Linked DNA regions of Mus musculus: regions 2, 3, 4 and 5 are each linked to region 1. Evidence: chromatin contacts called from public promoter capture Hi-C data. All regions are on one chromosome and are shown on one strand. The core of a region is the stretch at or near the end of the contact, and the rest is flanking DNA. Distances in the headings are between cores, read along the strand shown. Region 1 holds the start of Macroh2a1 (macroH2A.1 histone). Region 2 holds the start of Ddx46 (DEAD box helicase 46). Region 3 holds the start of Fbxl21 (F-box and leucine-rich repeat protein 21). Region 4 holds the start of Tgfbi (transforming growth factor, beta induced). Region 5 overlaps Pcbd2 (pterin 4 alpha carbinolamine dehydratase/dimerization cofactor of hepatocyte nuclear factor 1 alpha (TCF1) 2).

What was found. Promoter capture Hi-C pulls out the DNA fragments that hold promoters and counts their contacts. Capture Hi-C pulls out chosen DNA fragments and counts their contacts.
Region 2: a promoter capture Hi-C map of liver shows a contact between it and region 1, with 4 times the contacts expected there. The contact joins the promoter of Ddx46 here to the promoter of Macroh2a1 in region 1. A contact is called at or near these places in 5 of 39 promoter capture datasets (the HPC-7 cell line, cranial neural crest, liver and 2 more), 2 of 115 datasets of contacts at active chromatin or transcription factors (embryonic limb bud and pro-B cells) and 1 of 9 other capture datasets (liver).
Region 3: a promoter capture Hi-C map of liver shows a contact between it and region 1, with 2.3 times the contacts expected there. The contact joins the promoter of Fbxl21 here to the promoter of Macroh2a1 in region 1. A contact is called at or near these places in 4 of 39 promoter capture datasets (cranial neural crest, hippocampal neurons, liver and 1 more) and 1 of 115 datasets of contacts at active chromatin or transcription factors (memory CD8 T cells).
Region 4: a contact with region 1 is called in a promoter capture Hi-C map of liver, with 2.5 times the contacts expected there. The contact joins the promoter of Tgfbi here to the promoter of Macroh2a1 in region 1. A contact is called at or near these places in 2 of 9 other capture datasets (liver and macrophages).
Region 5: a promoter capture Hi-C map of embryonic stem cells shows a contact between it and region 1. The contact joins the enhancer-like site here to the promoter of Macroh2a1 in region 1. A contact is called at or near these places in 3 of 39 promoter capture datasets (cranial neural crest, embryonic stem cells and frontonasal cranial neural crest), 1 of 484 Hi-C or Micro-C datasets (adipose-derived mesenchymal stem cells), 1 of 115 datasets of contacts at active chromatin or transcription factors (stem cell-derived neural progenitor cells) and 1 of 9 other capture datasets (adipose tissue).

What each region holds. Positions count from the first base shown.
Region 1 is chr13:56,133,005-56,137,223 of GRCm38.p6, reverse strand. Macroh2a1 (macroH2A.1 histone) reads left to right here and starts at 1,674. Exons shown (of 9, transcript NM_001159513.1): 1 at 1,674-1,878.
Region 2 is chr13:55,632,778-55,637,201 of GRCm38.p6, reverse strand. It overlaps Ddx46 (DEAD box helicase 46), which reads right to left and starts at 2,203. Exons shown (of 23, transcript NM_001282055.1): 1 at 2,007-2,203. The coding sequence starts at 2,023.
Region 3 is chr13:56,519,375-56,523,913 of GRCm38.p6, reverse strand. It overlaps Fbxl21 (F-box and leucine-rich repeat protein 21), which reads right to left and starts at 1,442. Exons shown (of 7, transcript NM_178674.5): 1 at 1,292-1,442; 2 at 311-404.
Region 4 is chr13:56,607,233-56,611,834 of GRCm38.p6, reverse strand. Tgfbi (transforming growth factor, beta induced) reads right to left here and starts at 2,249. Exons shown (of 17, transcript NM_009369.5): 1 at 2,055-2,249. The coding sequence starts at 2,188.
Region 5 is chr13:55,747,345-55,751,630 of GRCm38.p6, reverse strand. All of the region lies in intron 2 of Pcbd2 (pterin 4 alpha carbinolamine dehydratase/dimerization cofactor of hepatocyte nuclear factor 1 alpha (TCF1) 2), which reads right to left. Among named protein-coding and RNA genes, the nearest start is that of Pcbd2, 22 kb to the right of the region's middle. Within about 2 kb of position 1,995, at least 1 of the 459 cell types and tissues checked has an H3K27ac peak or open chromatin away from gene starts, as enhancers often do.

The DNA of each region.
Region 1 (4,219 bases), core at 425-2,924:
ACTGGAGTATATATTGTCCTGACTCCCTCCCTTAGCTTCCTGTTTGCCATGAGGTGAGTAGCCTCTGTCACTCTGCCATTTTGATGCTCTGCTCTCCAATATGGCCTAGTCATTAGAGCCATGGACTATGGGTTAAAACCTGAAACTTAGTCAAAAATAAAAACATTTCTCTTTTAAATTGTTCCTTTAATTTGCTACAGTGACAAGAAGTCCAGCCATTTCCCCTCCATTTTCTGGACTTCATTTTCATACTCCAGCCCATAATAGTTTTGGAGTTTCATGTTTGGAGTACTCCTCCTCAGTACCCGTTCCATGGCTTGCTTGCTCCCTCTACTCCCTCAGGCCTTTCCAGAAATGTTTCTTTCTTACTGAAACTCGCTCTTTTTAAAAGGTTAGATGGACTTACTTTATTCTGTGTGTTTGAGTGTTTTGCCTACTTGTGTGTATGTGCACCCCGTGGTGCCTGATATTCATGGATGTCAGAAGAGTGCACTGGAGCCCCCCCCCCCCCCCCAGTGGAGTTATCAGGACCACACAAATGAATCCTGGGAACAGAATCCTGGCCCTCTGCAAGAGCACGAAGTGCTGTTATACACGGAGCCATCCATCTCTTCAGCCTCAAGACTACCAAATACACCCCTGCTTACCTTTCCTAGGATTTTTTTTTCCTACCTTGTTTCCTCTGAGAATTTATACTCTGTAATGTGTGATTCCTTTGTCTCTTGCCTTTCTTTTCCCACCAGACTGTAAGCTCCAGGAAAGCGGGATGGGGGTAGGGTGGAGTGGGGTGGGGTGGGAGTTGCCAGTTCTGTTCACCATTTCACAACTACACTCAAGTTTATGCATGGTGTGCAGAATGTCCCAGATATTTACTTGAAATAATGAATGCATGGGCCAGGGGCTTTAGACAATGCTTTTTGTGTCTATAAAATGCGCTAGGGTTGGAGAGATGGCCCAGCTGTTAAAGGGTCACAAACCAAAAACCTGCTAATATTCTAGTGTAGCCTGGGCCTGAAGGAGAGTCTTTAGTTTTGTGGATAGATGTTGCTGCCCTTTCTCTGGCTGACACCCACCCCACCACCTTAATATGTAATAAAAGTATCAACTGTTTAAATCAGTAAGTCTCCACTTGGAGCCAGTAGTCAACAAACGTTTGCTTGGTGGAGGTAGCTAACCGATTCCACGAGCAAAGCAAGACCAGACTTTGAGGCCAGCTCTGTAGAATCCCACTGATCAAGGGAGTTGAGCTACGGTAGCTGATCTTGGGGCACACAGCTGCCTTGTATTTAAAAAGTCAGGAGGCTGGATTGAGGCGCGGAGTTGGTGCTGACCGGGCAGAAGAAGATCCCTGGTCACAGCAATTGTTCTACCCTCCCTCTTTGTGGACGAGGCTACTGGGGACAAGGGGACACCAGACACACAGTAGGTGCTCACAGCAGACGCTTGCAGAGCCGCGCTACCTACAGGCACCTTTCTGAGGCCGGACCCCTGCAGCTCCCGCGCGCAGACCGATGCCTGGGGGCGGGGGGGGGGGGCGGCGCAGAGCACCAAGGCCTGGGTACAACCGAGGCTGGCGTCGTTGGCGTCCGCGGCCCGAGGCAGGCCGGGGTCAAGGCCGGGGCGCCGAGTGGCGCGGGGAGGGGTGGCCGGACGCGCGAGGCCGGGAAGGGATGTGACGAGCGGCGCGCTGTGCATTGTGGGAATCCCGGGGCCGCCGCGAGTGGTTCCAGTTCACTGGTTCCAGCGGAGCCGGGCGGAGGGCGCGAGCGCGGGACGCGCGGGCGGGAAGCGAGGAGGCGTGGGCGGCCAGGCAGGAGTGCGGAGCGGACCGGCGCAAGCGGCCGACCGGCCTCGGGCCCCTCACCGTGCAGCCGCCCGGTAAGTGCCGCGCGGGCCTCGGAGCCGCAGGCTGCCGGTCCGCCCCGTCTGGGCCCCGCGCGCCCGACTGCTGCCGCGCGCGGGGCACTGCCTGGCGCCCGGGAAGCTCCGGCGGTTACCCTCGGACCTCGGGCCGCCCGGAGTCCGCCAAGGCCCTGCCCGGGGCAGCGTGCGGGTCCGGATGGTTTTGTTCGGAAAGCAAACCCGGAAACCAACTTCGCTCGGAGACGCACCCCTACCCCCGCCGGGGCGCTTTGTGGGCAAGGGGCTGATCGGGTCTCCCCCTCTGCCCGGGAGGGAGAGCCAGGGATGGCGTGGGCCCGAGGGCACCGAGGCCCGGAGGCCGTGACCAGCCGTTCCGCCCGGGCCCGGAGCTGCTGTGCTCAGAGTTTACTTGCTCGTGCGCCGCCGGCCCGCGCGTGCCCTCCCGGGCACAATAAAGTGGGGCGCGAGCCACAGGCCGTTGTGAGGCCGGCTGGTGGGGCACCCGCCGCGAGGCCTGAGCAGGCGAGGCCTGGGGACCACTCGCGGACGGAATCCCAGGCCGGGGCGGGCTGGAGAGGAGCTATGGAAGCCCCGCGGCTCTCGCTCGCCTTTTGTTTGCTTTGTGCTGGGGAGGTGTTATTTTTAAGGTGACTCTGGAAGACTGGAGGCTCCCCGCGCGCAGAGGGACAGCTGAGAGTCTCTGGGGGTGGGGTGAGTAGAGATGGGAGGCGCGGGATGCTGCTGACGGTGTCACCTGACAACAGGTGTGCAAGATGCTGAGCCCAGCGCCCACTCCTGCAGAGACCACCGATATCTCACTGCTGGGCAGAAGATTGCTTGAAAGAGTCTTTGAAGAAATGCAGGGGAAAGTGTTTTCTAGGTTTGACGGTGTAACTTTTGAACAAGCAGTTGAGGCAGATCTCGTCTCCAACAATTACAATCATTATGAAGTCTTTGTAAGATTTTAACGATCTAATAAAACAGCTTAGAAGAATAGACAATTAGAGGGGTTCTCCTCTTCGGTTTCCCTCTTGCTGACACCTCTGTGGTTTGAGGTTTTACTGTTAAAAGAGAGGAAGTGTTTTGTTTGTAGACACTGCAGCATGGAGTCCCAGTTTTGAAAGTCTGTGCTGGAGTGGAAGACAAAAGTCCAAACCCAACTAAATTTCCTGTAGGTTCACCTTAAGGTGTGCAGTCAAAGTTGCGGTTAGTTCTGAAATGGACACCCTCATACTCGCTACTGGAGTTACTACAGCTTGTCCACAATTGACCAATTGAGCAACAGCAACTGGGCTTACACACAACCTCTGACTCGATCAACCTTTTCAACTTGTGGGGATTTTTTCCCCTTAAGGATGAGGAGTCTCCCGAGATTTTAAACTTTCCCTCTTTCTCATTTTGCTACGAGCTAGGTCATAGTTTTCACCAGGAAGGGAGAGCTCACACTGTATCACACTGAGATTGGTCTGGAAATTCACATATGATAACTTCCTTACTGGCTTACTTTCTACTACGTGGGCCAGCTTTAGGGAGTGGTACAGTTCAGTCTGCCATTTTCTCAGGTCCTAGAAAGCCATTTCTGCCTCCCCTAGGGACAAGCTTGGAGCTGATGGTGCCCCAAGTCGATGAAAGATTTATTTAAAGAGAGAAACTACTAATCTGTATGTGATGTTCAGAGGTTTGCAGTAGCCTTTGGCTTTTGATGGGCTTTTCAGAGCCCATTAATGAAATATGAAATGGGAAGGGGTGGGGCTGAGGTGGACCCTTACCTGTTAAACCCACCACCTTCGTTCTGTAGGCTTAGGGGCGGGGGCTCCTGCTACAGCTCCTGTAAGTGCAGCTAAGTGGGCCAACTCTTCATTCCAAAGAGTCCTATAACTTGCTTGCTGAGAGCAGCCCTGCCTGGTTGGTGTCTTACTAGTATGTCCCCAAAGGTGATTATGTCGGGGTTAGGAAATAATCATGAGCAAGAAATGCCAGGCCCTGCCCTGGAGAGCCGGCTGGACATCAGTAGAGGAGGGACAGTTGTGTAAGTGGGGTTGAGCTCCATCTGCCTTGGAAAGATCAAGGGGGGGAGTTTGCTGGCCAAAGCAGGACAGATGGGGGCACGTGACCGAGGCCGGAGAAACCACGTGTGCCAGTTGTAGAAGATAACCTGTGAGGGAAAGCTAGAGGCTCAGGGTAGCAGGGTCAGGCGAGGACAGGGGATACTCCACGGAATCCCATCAGAACCACAGCTGATCCTAAGAGCAGCCAGGAACCCCCAAAGGGATTTGAGCAAGAGAGGAGACAGAGAGCAGTGGTCAGGCCTACTCTCACTCTTAGTTGGGATCCCTGTGTAGCAAATACCTGGAAG
Region 2 (4,424 bases), core at 954-3,453, 500 kb after region 1:
GTATATGTATATACCTGAGGACAAATGTGTGTGTGTGTGTGTGTGTGTGTGTGCGCGCGCGCGCACTCGTGGAACTGGAGTTACAGACAGCTGTGAGCCACGTGGATGCTAGGAATTGAACCTGGATCCTCTGGAGCAAACCCAGGGCTTTGAACCACTGAGCCACCTCTCCAGCCCCATGAGTAAATATTCTTACAATAAATAACAAAAAAGGAAAAAGTTACCGGAAGATGTTTAAGCATGACTATTTTTAAAGTTATCACTCAAGAATCAGGTATGCAATGCCAGCACTCAGGGGTGGAGGCAGTGCCTCTGGCAGTTGGAAGCGCAGCTTGTATCTATAAAAACGAAAGTATTGTCTTGTTGCTGAGCACAGAACAGATCAAACGGAGGAGGCAACAGGAGGAGAGAAACCATGAGACTGAAGCAAGCATCCGGCTTCAGAGAAGCCCCGCTTAGGTCAGAATAGCGAGAGTAGATGCTGAGAAATACCAAGATCTCCAGTGGAGATAAAACATAGAAGCCCAAAACACTAGCACTGACTCATCTTAATTATGAATTAAATACCAAGTATGAGGGCAAGAGAGAAGGGCTGGGTGTCTCCACATGGGACCAGAATAAGCAGGAAAGGGAGGCTGTGCTGAGGGGAGAGGCCATGGTCGTCCAGCCCATGTTCCGAATGTGTGAGGCCCTGACATCAGCTCATAGCAGCCTTCCTCGCCATCACTGAAGGCTGCCATTACTAGGAATCAACAATCCATTCGCTTTCTGAGCCTTCTCAGGATCTACCTAGAAAGCTCCAGATGAGCGGAAGCCAGGCACCACAGGAAGTCAACTGTACGCAGGTAAATGGGTGAAAAGGACCTTCTGCGAAAGGTCTGGGGAGTCTGAATTTCCTCTTGAAAGTAACAGGATCCAACAGATACTAAGTCAAAAAATGGCAAGGTCTTATTGTTATTTTGATTCCAGCAATACAAATATAATAATTATAACAGCAAGATCAAGAAAGGTAATTCAGGCCGGGTGTGGTGGCGCACGCCTTTAATCCCAGCACTCAGGAGGCAGAGGCAGGCAGATTTCTGAATTCGAGGCCAGCCTAGTCTACAAAGTAAGTTCCAGAACAGCCAGGGCTATACAGAGAAACCCTGTCTCGGACCCCCCACCCCCCCAAAAAAAGAACCATGGTCACTGGCAATACACCCTTTATACGGAAGATGCTACAGGTTTTTTTGGTTTGCAAAAATTTCAAGCTGCTCCACTCACACTTGGCTTGTTTCCCTGAACCTAAGTTTTAACCCAGTACGCCAAGTTTTCATTCTCCCTACACAGTGAACCACAGTACCTTTCAGACTGGCTACATACATACCAGTCATCTCATCTTTCAAGATGATGATTATAATAATAGTAGTAGTAGTAATAATATCATCATCATCTACCTCAAGGTCCTAATCCGTTATTAAAACCTAAAGTTTTGAAGACACCGTAAGGTGCCCGCGTGAAAGGTTTCACAAAGAAGCAGGCAACATAGTAACAAAATGTATCCGCGGAATAAATGGCCATGGAACAGGTGTTTTTGTTGTAACCCAATAAAAGCCGGTCCTGCACATATAGCAGGTGCGTAAAAAAGGCCTGCATACGCTCCTTCTAAATGACTTAGGCAGAGAGGCCCACGTGCGCACGAAAGTAACCCAGAGTGGAGGCAAACAATGTTGTGAAGACGAAGAGGAACGGGAGTGAACCGGCTCTGGGTTGACCCGGGGGATGAGGCGGGAGGCTCCGTGATGGGCGGGGTGGGGTCAGGGGGACTGTTCCCGCTCAGGGCTCGACCGGTGGTCGCAAGCTCACGGCAATCGGCTGCCCTGCATGCCAGCTGCGCCTCGTCACAGCCCGGGTGACCGGGTCCTCAGCAGCCACACGCGCGGCCACCCGCACTCTACCCGCAGCGCCGCTCCCTCCACCCGCTCGCTCCCCTCCGAGCCCAAGAAGCCGCTCGCCCGCGGACTCACCGAGACTCCCGGCCCATGCTGCCGGCCAGCAGAAGGCCTGCGCCCTCGGGGACGATGCGCAGGCCTATGAAGAGGACAAAGGAGGGAGGCAGCAAGCTCTCACGGTACCGAGCGAGGACCGGTCCTACGAAATGGACAGAGCTCCAGCAGTGACCGCCATCAGAGCGTGGCCAACGAAAACAGGATGTGCTGGTGCCGGGGTGCGGAAGGAAGGAGCGGGCGGAAGGAAGCGGCTGCTTCTCCAGAGCGCCACCAACCGACTGGAGGCCGCGCGGCGCGGGCTGCGCCGGCAGCAACAACTTACTTTTCTAGCGCAACCCGCAGCCCTTTTTGGCGCTATGGAGTGTGCCATCAGCCAGGTCAGCCTTGCAAAGGGTCTTCGCTGCAGACCACCGAGGAACCTAATGCAGCCTGCGGCTCTCCCAGGGAGTGTGTCTGTTTGCCTTAATCTGCATTAACTAATGCTCCTGTCTCCTTATATGCTCCGTACTGAGTCACTTATGTGTATGCCAGATCCTGACAACTAATAGTAGTGATGTGTCTTCGACACAAGGAGCATCATACTGAAGAGGAAAGACTCTTCAATATGAGATGTGAAGACTTAGAATCTACAGAACAGAGATAAACTGCACTAAGGATTATAATAGTTCTTAACACTGGGAAGCTTTCGGGGCAGGGGGGAATACATGATCCGTTCAACCGCTCAGGAAATGGGGCCCAAAGGCACCAGACAAAAAGCACGGGCCTCCCTCTTGCTCTGGCTCTTTGTCTGGATCACTCCATTTCTGCTTATTATCTTTATATTCACATTTTGACCTGTCCTTTAAGTGTTTTACTTACCGAACTTACCCCTATACTGGAACAAAGAAGCCCTCCCAAAGGATTTCCTATGCCTACAAACACCTCAAATGACCAATCAGATTAAAGACAACCTGGCCTTGGTAGAACAAAGCAAAGCAAGAGCAAATAGATTCCCTACCTACAGAGGTCCTCCAAGACTGCAAAAGACTAACTTCATGACTGCAAAAAATGGAGGCGTCTATGCCTTCCTAGGAAAAGGATGTTTTCATGAAAACCAATTAGGCCTAATAAAGGGAACCACTGAGCAACTATTTTAAAACAAACTCAAAACCAGAAAAGGAACAGACAATGCATTCTAGAAGAACACCTGGATGCCTGGGGCCATGCATCACACCATTGGCAGGTGCGGTCATTGGTTTTTGGTTGGCTGGTTGGTTGGTTGGTTGGTTGGTTTTCTGAGACAGGGTTTCTCTGTGTAGCCCTGGCTGTCCTGGAACTCACTCTGTAGACCAGGCTGGCCTCGAACTCAGAAATCCATCTGCCTCTGCCTCCCAAGTGCTGGGATTAAAGTCATGCGTCACTACTGCCTGGCCTATTTTTGTTTGTTTGTTTGTTTGTTTTCTTTGTTTATTGAGACAGGCTTTCTCTGTGTAGCCCTGGCTGTCCTGGAACTCACTCTGTAGACCAGAATTTTGGTTTCTTTTTTTTTTTTTTTTTTTTTCTTTTTTTCAAGACAGGGTTTCTCTGTAGCCCTGGCTATCCTGGAACTCACTCTGTAGACCAGGTTGGCCTCGAACTCAAAAATCCACCTGCCTCTGCCTCCCAAGTGCTGGGATTAAAAGTGTGTGCCACCACTGCCCAGCCAAATTTAACATTTCTGTTCGAGTTTGGTTTTAAAAGATACTCTGCATAGCTAAAAAGATTTCTCAGAGGTAAAGAGCCCTTGTTGCTCCTGCGGAAGATCTGGGTTCGATTCCCATTACAGACACGGTGGTTCAGAACCATTCATAACTCTAATTCCAGGGGCTCCAATGCTCTCTTCTTACCTCCCTAAGCACCAAGCACACATATGGTATAAATACATACAGGCAGGCAAAACACACAAGATAAAATGAATAAATCTAATAGGAACAATCTTAAAAGACATGTAGCTCAATGTCAGACCACCAAGCTGGTGTGCACAAGGCCTGAGTTTGGTTGCAGCACAGAAAGTCAAGGCAAAAGACAAAGACACACTTGTGAGAATGTACAAGAGAAAATTCCCAACTATGACTGTGACTAGAGAAGCACATTTTTGGTAGAGCTGGAGAGGCAGGTACACAGTTAAGAGCAATTGCTGTCTGCTCTTGCAGAGGACTTTTGATTCAGTTCCCAGTCCCCACAGGGCCGCTCGCAACTGTTTACAACTCCAGGGGATTCATCTGACTCCCTCTTCAGGCCTCTGCAAGTACCAGACATGCACAAGGTACACAGGCAAACATGCAGGCAGGACACGCAGACACATCAAATAAAACTAAATCTAAACAAAAAAGAGATGAATACAAGATGCATAGAATATAAACCTTTAAAAAAATGCATAGGGCTGGAGAGATGGCTTAGTGGGTAAGAGCACTGACT
Region 3 (4,539 bases), core at 193-2,692, 390 kb before region 1:
TGGTCATATTGCATTCCCATTTAATTTTTTTTAGATCTGTTTATATAAAAATTCTATCTTAAATATATGGGGGCATTTATTTAAAAAGCCTGATTTCTTTTCATGTTAAGGAAATGGATCGCTTCTTGTTTGTTTGTTTTTGGTTCTTTGAGACAGGGTTTCTCTGTGTAGCCCTGGCTGGCCTGGAACTCACTCTGTAGACCAGGTTGGCCTCTAACTCAGAAATCTGCCTGCCTCTGCCTCCCGAGTGCTGGGATTAAAGGCATGCACCACCACTGCCCTGCAATGGACCACTTCAAGGCTTTCTTACCTGAAGGTGGCTTCCAAGTTACAGTTACTGCTGAGCCAATGAAATGACACTGCCATGGGGTAATCACCGACACCCATCTGACTTCACTTCCAGTCTTGGAAAAAACCCACAAAACCATCATTTGGGCATATAATCATTTTATGCTTAGGTTATCTGTAAGTCGTTATATACATTAAGTGATTTTATTAGTAGGTTATTAATAATAGAACAGTTTTTTTGCCCATATGAAAACTAGTTTGTAGAAATATCACAACACTCTCTAGAAGTTACACTGGAAGCTATACTAAGGCTACATATCAGGCAGAAAAGCACTCTAAAAATTCACATTTTACTTAATATCTATGAAGAGATATCATGAAATTTGAAGTAGTTCATAATTACGTGTACTGGTTTATTAGCTGTATAAGTTGGCATAGCTCAAGCTTCTCTGTGGTATTAAGATATATTTACTTACAAAGTAAACTTCAATTTTTTGAATAGATAGATCTCATTTTTAAGTGCATCATCTGAAGACTCGTTTGTAAAATGCACTTGGATTGAAAACACCATTTGAGAGGCGAGGATGGCAGAGAGGCGAACAGAACTCAACCTAGACCATCCCTAGATGAGCACCGAGCAGCCTGCCCCATATCCAGGCAACCAGACTGGACCAGAAAGAGGACGCCAACCCGGGGCAGAGTTTAAAGTGTAAAAATGAATACAGATGGCATTGAAAATGTACCGCCCTAAAACTGCTCGGTGCAATTTATCTTACATCCTAACTGTCCTGAGAAACAGGGCTTGGGGTCGACCGGACCCTAGCTGAAAGCGGTGAGAGAGCTGAAAAGCCCCCGGGGACTGGGGGGATGGCTGGGCTCCGCACGCTCGGTTCCGAGCAGACTAGGTCTCGCTCCTGCCTCCACGGCCAGGCAGCTCTGGGGGTTCCTGCGGTTCGGCTCGCCCCGCCCCGCCAGCTCCCTAGTGCTGCGCCACAAATGTTACCTCCGAACGCGCTCCTGAGGGCAGCCAGCCCCAGGCAGGCCCGCCGGTCAAGCGCAGAACTCTGCGTGACGAACGCCAGCAGCTACCTTCTCAGGTGGGCGGGCTCCAGCGCCGCATAAAGCCGCGGACAGTGAGAGACTAAATGGGCATCACAGGCCAGGCCCCGCCTGCGCCACGCCCGCGCCACACCCCTCCAGGAAGCCTTGCCCCAGTGTGCTAGTGTTCAGCCTCTCGAATCCCCGCCCCCGGGAGTCTCGCTCCGCCCCCAGCCTCGCCCCCGGAAGTGGCTGCCTCTTAAAGATGCCCCGCCCCCGTCAATTCTGCCCCGCCCCCAAACGCTAAGTTTAAGTTCGGGGTTCACCGAGAGGTAGACCCTGACGCACGCCCGCGCCCCGCCCACTGATAAAAGCTCCACCTCTAGAGCCTCTGACTCTAGGTAGCCTCGCCCCGCCCCCAGCCGCTCTGTTGGAGCTGGAGGTCTCACCTAGCACATGCAGGTTCCTAGGCCTCTAGAAGTCCTTTGGTGGTCCCAGGGCCAGTGTGTGAGTGCTCCTCAAGGGATAAGCAGTATGCTTAGTGAATATTCAGTTAAATAACTGACCACTTGACCCAAACTAACAGTTCGAGTTTCCAGGTTTTAACTTGAGAAGGACACCCCACTACCATCATGCAGATGCTTGAGGGACCGTGATTGGAAGCTGCAATGATCGCCTCTCAGGTCCTGAGCTGCAGGCCAGGACTGCAGAAGGTCACCTGTGAGCTGCCAGCCTGCCAGCTCAAAAAGAATGCACAATGAGCTATGGATTTTTTTTTTTTTAAGTTTCAAAATATCAAGCCACACACAGCATTCTACGTTAACATCTAGCGTCACTCATACTCTATTTGTAATGACCAGCTTTATCACGGTACAACTGACAAATACTGGACACACCCTAGGTTTTGTTGCCTTTGAAACCATCATAGAGACAGGATAATGAACATACCATAGATGTATGTCTCCCCCAGATTCCTCTTGGTTCCTCTAATTCCCCCATCATGGTCCTCCCTCACCTGACATTTTAGATTAATTTGAAGTTCTTATTACAAATTGATTTCTGTGGTGTCTTGCTGTCAGCTCTTTTCCCTCAAGAGTTCAATTGACACAGATCTTGCCACATTTGCCTTCAAGTGATGTGGACAGACTTTTATCCCCCCCCCCGTTTTGTCCTAATTTGATCTCTTGTAGATTGTTTATGAATTCAGATGCATATGCCAGTCTAGACCTTTGGGTTTGCCAAAGCCTCTACTTTGTGAAATTCCTTTTGATCCATAGACTCAATGAGCCCCCTCTGCACTCTTGTTCCTCAGGGAAGGCTTTTCAGCTTAGATCCACCTTGAACCAGCATAGACTTGGGACTTCCACTCTGACCCACTATCGCTGAGTCCTAGTTACACATCTCACTACCCAAAGCAAGAAACTTGCAACTCCTGCCCCACCCCACCCCCCAGAAAGCAGCTGTATCACTGAAAAACCCACCCCAACTTGGGTTGACAACTCACTGGAAAGTTGCAAGCCTAGAGTCCTCTGCTCAGCTCCTAGGTAGTTCAACAATCAGAGAGACTTGTCTGCAGCTCAGAAGGTCTGAGTCTGGTTCATGACAGCTGTGAACTGCTTCTCTACAGTGGGGAGGAGCCTCTTGAGTGCTCAGATTCCATTTCCCAGGTATGCCATCATCTCTTTCCCTCCTAAGTCCTTCCTGGAGGAGCTGTTTCCGTTTCAAGGAAATATCCCTTATTCTGTGCCCATGGTTTTAGATCTCCTCTTTTCATGATGTCCCAAAGATCATGCGTCTTACACTTACAGTTTAGAAAAAATGTTAATTGTTGTCCTTGAATGAATATACCAATCCCACGGTCACTGTCCTTGCCCTGATCCTTTGTCCTCCTTGTGGTGGTCCTCTGGGGGCTCTCCACGGGGCTTTGCTTCACTTACTGGGGTTTTCGTCCCCAGCATCTTTTCAGGTTGTTCCCCAGGCATTTCTGTCTTCACTGAATTCTATTCGCATACTACATTTCCGTATTTCATTCAGACATTTGTGTTCTCTGGGACTTCATTCAGCTTTGTTTGTTTATGCCTTCTTTCATCTCTGTGAATGGAGTTATCGTCACACTGTCTGGATTCTTTGTCTGGAATTTCATCTAGGTCACTCTTGTTGAGGAACATTACCCTGGATGGGTAGAATTTGGAGGAGTCATATCTTGGTTTGTTGTTGTTGTTATTATTTGTGTTTTTACATTGGAACTTGCATATCAGGAGCTAGGTAGTTGACTTAATTTTGTGGTTATTTAAATTAAGTTTGTTATTTCAGTTGGAAGCTGTGATCATTTGTATATGCTAGGCCCAGGGAGTGGCACATTAGAAGGTGTGGCCCTGTTAGAGTAGGTGTGTCACTGTGGGTGTGGGACCCTCATCCTAGTTTCCTGGAAGCCAGTATTCTACTAGCAGCCTTCAGATGAAGATATAGAACTCTGAGCTCCTGTATCATGCCTGCCTGGAAGCTGCCATGTTCTTGCCTTGATAGTGGGCTGAACCTCTGAACCTGTATGCCAGCCCCAGTTAAATGTTATCTTATAAGAGTTGCCTTGGTTATGGTGTCTGTTCACAGCAGTAAAAGCCTAGGACAGAAGCATTTGCAAGAGGAACTAGGTTGTAGCAGGGTCGAGTTGCTGCTTTTCTCTGTTAGAATGGTGTTTAGGGAGCCGAGCTCTATTCCTAGCCCTCTCTGATGGCTGAAACATAAATTCCCATTGTTTAATGCAGTGCTGGCTAGTCTTGGGTCACTTGACACACAAACTGGAATTATTTGAGAGGAGGGGGAACCAAAGTTAAGAAAAGCTCCAGCTGTAAGGCATTTTCTTAATTAGTGATTGATGGAGTAGAGCCCAACCCAGTGTGGGTGGGATTACCCCGGGATGGTGGTCCTGGGTTCTATAAGAAAGCAGACTGAACCAGCCATGAAGAGCAAGCCAGTAAGCAGCACTCTTCCACAGACTCTGCATTAGCTTCGGCCTCCAAATTCCAGCCCTGTTTGAATCCCAGTACTGACTTCTTTGATGATGAACAGCAACATGGAAGTATAAGCCAAAATAAACTTTTTCCTCCCAACGTGCTTTTTGGTCATGGTGTTTCATTGCAGCAACAGAAACCCAGACTAAGACGATAGCCTACCAGCAATAAAAACCCTAATGGAGACAATAGCCTACCCGAT
Region 4 (4,602 bases), core at 1,000-3,499, 470 kb before region 1:
GCCTGTAACCATTTGCCACTGCTTGTGTGCCTCTGGGGAATCCAGATTCCCCTTAGAGAAGGGTGCTGCTGTGGTCTTTCTCATATTTATTTTGAGATGGGATCTCCTTTTGAATTGCCCGCCTCTTTTTCCAGCCTCAGGAGTAGATGGGATGGAAGGTATGCATCCTCCCGCTCAGCACATCATCTCTTGATCCATCAGCCTATTGTAGATTACTTGCTACAAGTTTTCCAGCTCAGGGCAAGAACCTCAGAGAAGTGAATCGAAATCATTCGCTCATTTTGTGTTTGTTGGAAGCACATGCCACAGTGAGCTTCCCACAACATTTGGAAGGCTGGTTCACTTATTCCATGTGGGTCATCAGGCTTGGCAGCCCGGACCTTAGCTGAGCCACCTCACTGGTCCACATCTGAAGTTTCTTAAAGCACTGGTTTTCCTGACAGTGTCCTGGGCTCTGAAGGGAAGGAGGCTGGCCTCAGAGATAGATCTTACACGATATCTCTAGAGACCTTTCACTGTGGCTGTTGACATTGCAGCTCTGGGTTACGACACTGCAGGGTGACCTGTGGTGATCTTAGTGGTTAGGAGGAAGGAGGGAACAGAACTGAATGCAACATTCAAGAAAGGCAGTGGGACCCAAAGGTGAACCGGGCAGGGATGAGAGATGCTCTGGCTTTCCATGTTTGGCTCTGAGGCTTCAAATCTGCATTTTTCCTATCTGCCCTCTCAATCCTTCATACCCACAGCCTAAGTTAAAATATGACCCAAGGACCTTTTCCACTGCCTGTCTCCTTTCAGGAGGCCGTGAAGCCTGGCTTGGTTCTGTTCTGCCTGTGGCCAGTCCCGCACCCAGCAACTTGTTTTGCCCCAAGCACTGAACATCTGGGGGGGCTACAAGAGACTGGAAAGCCACATGCAGAAGAAAGGTAACTTCTCCCTAAAATTCGCATCCTTTACTCGAGTCCAGAGTCTACCCAGTTGCTGGAGGCTGAAGCTGTGTCTGGGTCTAAAAAGACAACCGCCACTGGCCACATGGTTTGTTTTTCCTTTAGATCTGAATATAGATCTGTGTAGTCTGTTGGAGAGTTGGGAATAGCCTGGGGTGCGAATGCCTGATCATGGGCACCAGGCCTCCCCGGAAGTCAGTACTCTACTTTTCCCATAGAGTTTTCCTCTAGTATAAATGATGTTCATACACCCAGGTAGTCTGGACATGCAACAAAGCTGGGCTCTGTTTGGAGCAGGCATGACCTGGTTGTGTGTAGAAATACCATGCCAGGCTCTTCATCAGGGCAAAGCCTTGGCCAGAGTGCGTCTCCGAAAACTTACACATCTGCAACATCTCAGAGAAATACCTGAAGCACCAATGTCCCACGTTTACAAAGCTGCCTGTCGCTTTAAGACAGATGCCAGTCCTGACTCCAGGACATACTGCAGGGCAAAATGGTTCCTTCTCAGGACTCGGTTTCCCAATCTGTCTAGCATGTATAAAGGGTGGTGAAGCCTCCTGCTCTACATCTTTGGCCAGCAAGCACTGTTGGTGTTGAGTGTTTGGGTGCAGAGCAATACCAAATGCATAGGAGTAGTGGGCACCTAGCTAGGGTCCTGCCACCAGGTATGACCAGTAACACTCCTGGAATCAATGGACAGTGACCTGCCTGGTTTTCCCCTCTATGGTAGGTAGGTACTGTCTCAGGGTGATGGTGATTCTGCGTTGAGAGCTGCCAACGCCCCCTTCTACCTAGAGTCAAGAAAGGAGACTGATAGTCCCCTAGACTGTTTCATGCACTTTTGTCTGACTCTGTGGTCACTGGCCAGTGCCCCCAACCCTTTCTTCACAAACTGTTCCACTGTGTCCCCTTATCTCATCAACCTCCACGCAGGTTTGGTCTTTCTATGCAATGGCTAATATTCCTTCGGGCTTTGTCGTCCCCCACCTCCACTCCCCCGCGCGCGCACCCCTGGCCAGGTATGATGTCCCCAGCTGAGCACACTGGCAGTTCAGTGACCTGTCCTATGCTCACGCCTCCCATCACAGAGCGGCTGGGACTTACCCGTGCTGGCGACCCCGGAGCCGGCTATGCTGCAGCACCAGCTGGTAGGGTGACTTGGCGGGACCTGCAAGGGTCCCAGCGGGGCCCACAGACAGTGCCAGAGCGAGGGTCAGCAGTCGCATGAGGAGCGCCATGGAGCTGGAGCACGCGCGGACCCACGATGAAAGCAGGCGCGGGCGGTGCTGGTGAAGTGAGAGCAGCGGGGCAGCGCGCGCTGGGTTTAGTAGCCCGAGGGAGGGAGCGGCAGAGGGAGGGGAAGGGCAGCCGGCGCCTCCCAGACCACGCCACTACTAAGCACCCGCGCCCTCCTGCACCGCCCAGCTCACACACCCCCTCCCACTTCGCACAAAGTGCGGGTCCAAAGGAACTAGTCCTCAAGTTTCAGTTTCTTAAGGTGTTCATGCTTAGAGCCCGAAGATAGCTCTCTAGCAGACTGCAGGAAGCCAGAGGGTCTGTGCTGACTCCCTCACACTTAGGCACGGACAGACTGGCCTCTGCAGTCCAGATGCATCAGCCCTGCTGATACACTGTAGAGGAGGAGTAAGTCTTCCTGTTGACAGACCGTAGAAAAGTGGGAAGGGTGGGGCTCACACCTTGGCATTCAGGAATCCCTCACCTGGCTTCAATAAAGATCTGTGAATGTGAGGTAGATGCTGCCAAGAGATAGATCGGCTAGGAACCATGCCTTGGATGAGCTTGAAATATGCCAACGGTCACATGGTAGGGAGGTGAGAACTCGCCCTAGCATCTATTAACCACCCTCCCCTTACCTGCTTCTACTAGTCCCAGGGGTGAGCTCTCAGTGCTTGGGAGAACATGGGCCTAGCAAAGATGTAGAGAGGCAGCTGGGGCATTAGGAGTCTGGAGTAGGCACCTGACCTAGGCACAGTATGGCACAGTATGGCAGCGGCCGCTTTTAGATCTGAAGGCAGAACAGGATTTGGCCAGGCCAAAGGAGGATGGTTTAAGAGGACCCAGGCATCCAGTTCAGCAAAGCGCGCTGGGTGGAGAGTAGAGCAGAAAACAGCAGTGTATCATCAGGGCTCCAAGCTAAGAATCTGCCAGTGTTGAGGAAGCAAGGGAATGGCCCAGTTGATGTCCTGAGCAGGCAGCAGGAGGGTCGAGTGAGCAGGAGGGGACCACATTGGAGCTTGAGCGACTGTGGTGGAAGTGGAGAAGGGATGGACGTATGTCTAGAAGAAGACAATAGTCTCAAGGGAACATAGGAGCTACAGGTGCTGGTTCACCTTGATTGCCCACTGGGTTGGGCTGGCAAATGCCCAGGGGCATCGGCGAAGCTCATCACTGAATGGTGTTTTGGGAAAAACAGTGGTCCAAAGGTAAAGACCCGTCTTGAATGAAGGTGGCGTCATGCCATGGGATAGGGTCATGGGTTGAATAAAAGGGGGGGGGTGGATAAGGTGAACATGAACATCCCACACTCTGCCTGGCAACCCAGAGAGATGTGAGCACTCGGCCTCCTGCTGCCTGCCTTCCCAGCCACAAGGACTGTGCTCTGAACTGTGAGCTGAGACAAAAGACAAACCTCCTCTCCTGAACTGCTTCTTGTCAAGCCTTGTCCCTGCAGTGGGAAAAGCCACTGGTACACCATGTGCCTAGGGACAAAGAAGAATCAGGGATACATAAGGTGTTTGAGTTCCGGACACTGTGGTGGCTGCTGCTGCTGCTGCTGCTGTTTTTCATAAGAAGGGCACGGAGATGGGTGTCTGTTGCCAGGGACGGATGAGTAGCTTGGGACCTGATGAGTTTGAGGTGCACATGACTCATCTCGATGGAATGTCCACAGACAGCCCAATCCAGGGCTCCAGGGAAGGGTAAAAGGTGGAGATCCAGATCTGGAAGCCATTCTTTAATGAGGGGACAGGGAGCAAGAGGCATCAGTGATTTGCTGGAGGGGAGGTCCAAGCAGAGAGTGGTCCCTCGAAGGATGCTAATAACCGAGTGGGTGGAGGTGGGAGATGCAGTGGGAGGAAGGAGGCCTTGATGGAGGAACAGAGAGAAAGGCTGCACACAGAGCACACCTAAGCAACATTCGCTCTGCTAGAAAGCAAGCCGCATCTCTGAATCCGATGAGTGTCTGGTCTAGGGTGCCGGAAAACATCCGGAGAGAGAGAGTCAAGTGCGGGCTGGATCCCAGAAAGCCTCCCTGGAGGCCAGGAGAGGTGGCCGTGCTAACTTGGGGAAGAGTCTGGGAGGCACACTTTCCACCTTCCAGTCTAGCACCCCCATCTCCCGAGAGATGGAGGAGGGGTCTGAGCGAGGCTAGTTAGTGATCTCACCCATCCTCACTCCCCTCTCCATAAAACTAACATTCGATGAGTCGAGTTTTTCCATGAGCTCAGTACGGGGATCACAGTAATGCTTCAGTTACTGTTTAGATATTTTTAAAAATTCCACCGCAGGCTCCACACTGCCCCAAACCATAAAAGGCAGTAATGTAAACATACCCCCCCATGGTAATAGCTGCTGCTTCAAAGAGGGTGATGTTGCTGGTGATGTTGCTGGGTAGGGAGGCCCTCCAGCCCCA
Region 5 (4,286 bases), core at 746-3,245, 390 kb after region 1:
CTGGGGCGTCTGCTCTCACCCCATTTCTTCCTAAACTGCTAGAAAAAAAACCCTGTGTCAAAAATAAATAAAATAACGGTCTGGAGATGTGGCTGAGGGGTTAGGGGCACTGCTCGCCTCGCCTCACAGAAGAGGCAGGTTCTTTTCCCAGCACACATAGGGCAGCTCTAACTCCAGACCCAGGGGATCCGCCACCCTCTTCTGATCTCCTCAGGCACTCACTAGGCATACACACGGTGCATAGACATATACGCAGACAAAACACCCATACACATAAAGTAAATACATTTTTAAAATAAATAATAAACATCTTTAAAAAGGTCAACCCAGGCAGGAAGCACGTCCATGCTCACTGTAATCAAAGCAAGTGTGTACACCCAGGGTCACGACCCTGCACTAAGAGGCTGCGCACTGCCCAGCCTCAGCACCAATGCTAACATTAATCCTGTCTCATTCAGAAGGCAGGGCTATTGCCAAGGTAATCGCAAGTCCTAATCAAGAAAAAGACTTCTGTTTATTTCTTAATTGGATCATGTTTTTGCTTACATATTTTAGACTCTAAAATGTCCAAAAGGTTGACTTGAATGTTTAATTCGGTTTTGTGCTACGAACTAATTTTTCTGCAAACACAAACACGCTCCTGGTTTCATGCTGAGGAGTCGCTGGAAACGGGAAGAAAATAAAAAACCGTCATTCACATCTCATTTGCAGGAACAGGTTTTCTGTAACTTGTAAATAATTTTGATTTATGGAGAATCATTATTGTATTCATAAATGCTGGAAGGGGGAACAACCTGACTCAATAGCACCCCAAATAATTTTATAACTGCAGGTGTGTAAACCAGGACATATGGAAGAGACTCGAAAGACAATGGGTAACAGAGCAGGTTAGAAAGGGACGGGGTGAAGGCAGGCACCCCAGTTCTCTGAGATGTCTTTGAAACCACACCACTGGTGTAGGCTGGTGCAGCCGAGTGATCCGGTTACATTTAAATAAGCCAACGCAGAACACTTCGTAATTTACAACAACCCCATCACACTGCCCACTCTTTTGAGGTTAAACACTACTGACATGAACTACACCTGAATCCAATCAACGCAGAGACGTGGAGAAGAGTCACACGAAAGGACTAAATTTGTCACAAATGGGTCGGTTTCCGATCTTAATGTAGCCGGGTTGCTTCGTCCTAACCTCCATTGAGCAAATCAACTTAATGGGCGCTGGGGGGGCCGTAAAAGTTAACAATGGACTGATTTTTTAACTTTTAAAATATAGTTATGAAGCGAAACGTTGCATAGCTTCCACGATACTGGAAATCAAATTAAATCTAGATGCTTTTTAGCAGTCCTGACAGATATAATCCTAGTTACCATGTAAATTTATGGTAAGCCGCTCTGATATTAGCCACAGGTGCTACTTTTAATATATGAGCCGCATCTGGCTGGGAATAGGATTTCTCAGAGGACTGAAAATGACCTCGCTATCAGACAATGGAGGGGGGAGCAAGACCACTGTGGCATATAAAAAGCTGAAGATGTGGTCCGCAGCTAAATATCTCGCATAAAACCCGTTTTACCTCTGCCGTCCAGGTTAAAGGATACTAGGCTTTCAATACTTAGAAGGCATAGATGTATTTCAACAAAAACAGCCAAAAGATTCAGAGTGTGCGGACTACATATAATTCTGGTTTTCCAGTCTTTTGATCAGTGTTGGAAAAAATGATGTACTGGGACTTGAAAATAAATTTTTCAGGATTCCCAAGCAGGCAATGTGATCAGACACCACGGAGCATGCCAAAGCAAGATGTCACCGTTACCATGTCTATGGTTCCTGCGCTGCAGCTGCTTGCCAGTGCCCAGGCAGCAGTTCTGGTGCTCTTTGTAAAGGCCACAGACATCATTAACATACCCAAGGAAACCACTGTTTCTTAAAAATCTCTACAAGTGATCATCGTTCCAAGTTTAAGAACACATAACACCACCCAGAGCCTAACAGAAAGGGAAAGCCCTGAGCCCTCCACCTACTTGACTCAAAACTGAAAACACGGCTAAGCAGGGGAACACAGAAGCGTCTGCCTTTAAGAAATCCTTTCCCAACCACTCCAAAGCCGTCATTTGCCAGAGAACTGACACGTGTGGAAATGCGGCAGAGGATTTACAAATATTTAATTTCCCACGAAATAACTCTTCCCGAATTAAACAAGCCCTCTTTATCTGGGGGAAAAAAAAATCTCAGAAAGAGAAAGCTTTCTGTGAAAATATCCCATGGCCCCTTGTGCTAAGCCAAGCGAACAGTAGCTATAAAGCCCTACAGCATGACATGTTCCTCCTGGGCTTCTCCAGTAACTCAAAGGGCGAGATTTGCTTTTCTTAGCTCTACCAGATCAATCCTATCTAGGTGATGATTTCCATTCACTTGTTTCTAAAGGCCGGGTCTTGCTATGTAGCCCACCCTGGCCTTGAATGTGCAATCCTGCCTCAGCCTCTTGAGTCCTGAAATTACAGGCACGTGCCAACACAACTGGCTGGATTTACTTTCTAACTGGATCCGAGCCTAGCCTCGAAGCAATGGGCACCGAGATCCTAAGAACGCAAAAGGGACACGGTCTGACTTCCCGACGTCTCTGTGCTGAGCTGACGGTGTATTACTACGGGTCATTTGGAAAGGGAGGCTGGGAAAGTCTCCCTTAGGAGGACTGTTACTGTATGAAAGTCCTGTCTAGGCTAACTGTGACCTTCCAGTGTCATGAGACACTACTGTCTATCCTACCACTAAAAATCTCCAGGTGGGTCCCGGCAAGGTGACTCAGTGATTAGGGTTACTTGTTGCCATGGCAGAACCCCTGCAAGCCAGCCCTGCTGGGCCAGACAGTGACCCCGTCTCAAACCAGATGAGACAAAAATCACGAGGAAATACAGAAAGTGCTCACAAAGTGGAGGAAGCAACTGAGGTTCCTGCAGCACAGCCCCAGAGCACACGCACACGCACACACTTGCTTCTAAAAGGGCAGGAGGGTTATTTCTTATTTGACTCTTTTGTTCTCCAAATTATAAGATGCATTTTGCAATCAGAGAAAAAAAGCATGCTCATGAGCCAGCCAAATGCACAGTGATGGCGCCACTCCTGTAAGTGTCCCAGGTGAGCCCTGCGGGGCCCAACAAACCACAAAGGCTATACACTTCTGTTGAAAGCTCACACTTGTAAACATATAGAAAGGGGAAGGAATACAAACTCGCACACTTAGGCTGTATAATTACAGATTAAAACATTCCAAACGCAACGGTGACCTTCTCGTCTGCATGTCGGCATCCACAGCCGTGTGGTCAGTGACCTAGGGAGCTGGAGTGTTAGCCAGGCTTCATGGTACACGGCCTTCCCCCAGCACTTGAGAGATGGAAGCAGAAGGATCAGGAGTTCAAAGTCAGCCTTGGCTACATGGTGAATGCCCATAGATTACATGAGACCCTATTGCCTCCTAAACACACACACACACACACACGCATACACACACACACGCACATGAACACAATCACACTCACAGAAATTAGAGGGTTTTATTTCTCCATGGCCCTTCCATTTCTTTTAATGAAGCAGCTTACTTCTGCTCTTTCTCTCCAGACAGAAGCTGAGCTCAAGTCTGCAGAAGATTCAGGACTGATAACTGATGACAAGCATTTTAAGTTAATGCTTTCTGGGCATGGCATATGGAACCAGGTACCAAACATCAGGTCAAATTCCTCCCAGAAGCCGATAGATAGGAAAACTGGCTGCCTTTTCCTTCCAAATCTGCAAACACCACCAGCTCCTGTGGGCAGAGACACTCTTTTTTAATTTTTAATGTCAGATTTGTGCTTCCTGAGACACCCCTGGACAAAGCCATTGCCTATCTCTGAGTTACACTACAGTTCCTCAGAACACAGATGAAAAGCTGTCTCTTTGGCTAGAGGGTCTGGATTAGTTATAAGCTGTATTCCACTTCCTCTGTAAACGAGCCAACCCTTAGCTCCTCTAACTTTTCTGCAACAAGCAATATGGGATTCTAAGAGCCAGTCTTACAAGACTGTTGGGCTACTCACAATGAGCTGTAGAAAAATATATAATTGTGGGCCTCTAACACTTACTGTCCATAAACTACTGTGACAGGCTGGGGGCCATATCAGCAGATTAAAGAGCTTGCCTTGCAAGCATGAAGACCAGAACCCACATGTGAAATAGCTAGGGGTGGTGGTATGGGTGTATGAGCTCAGGACTGGGGAGGCGGAACTGGCAGAGATCTGGGGCTTGC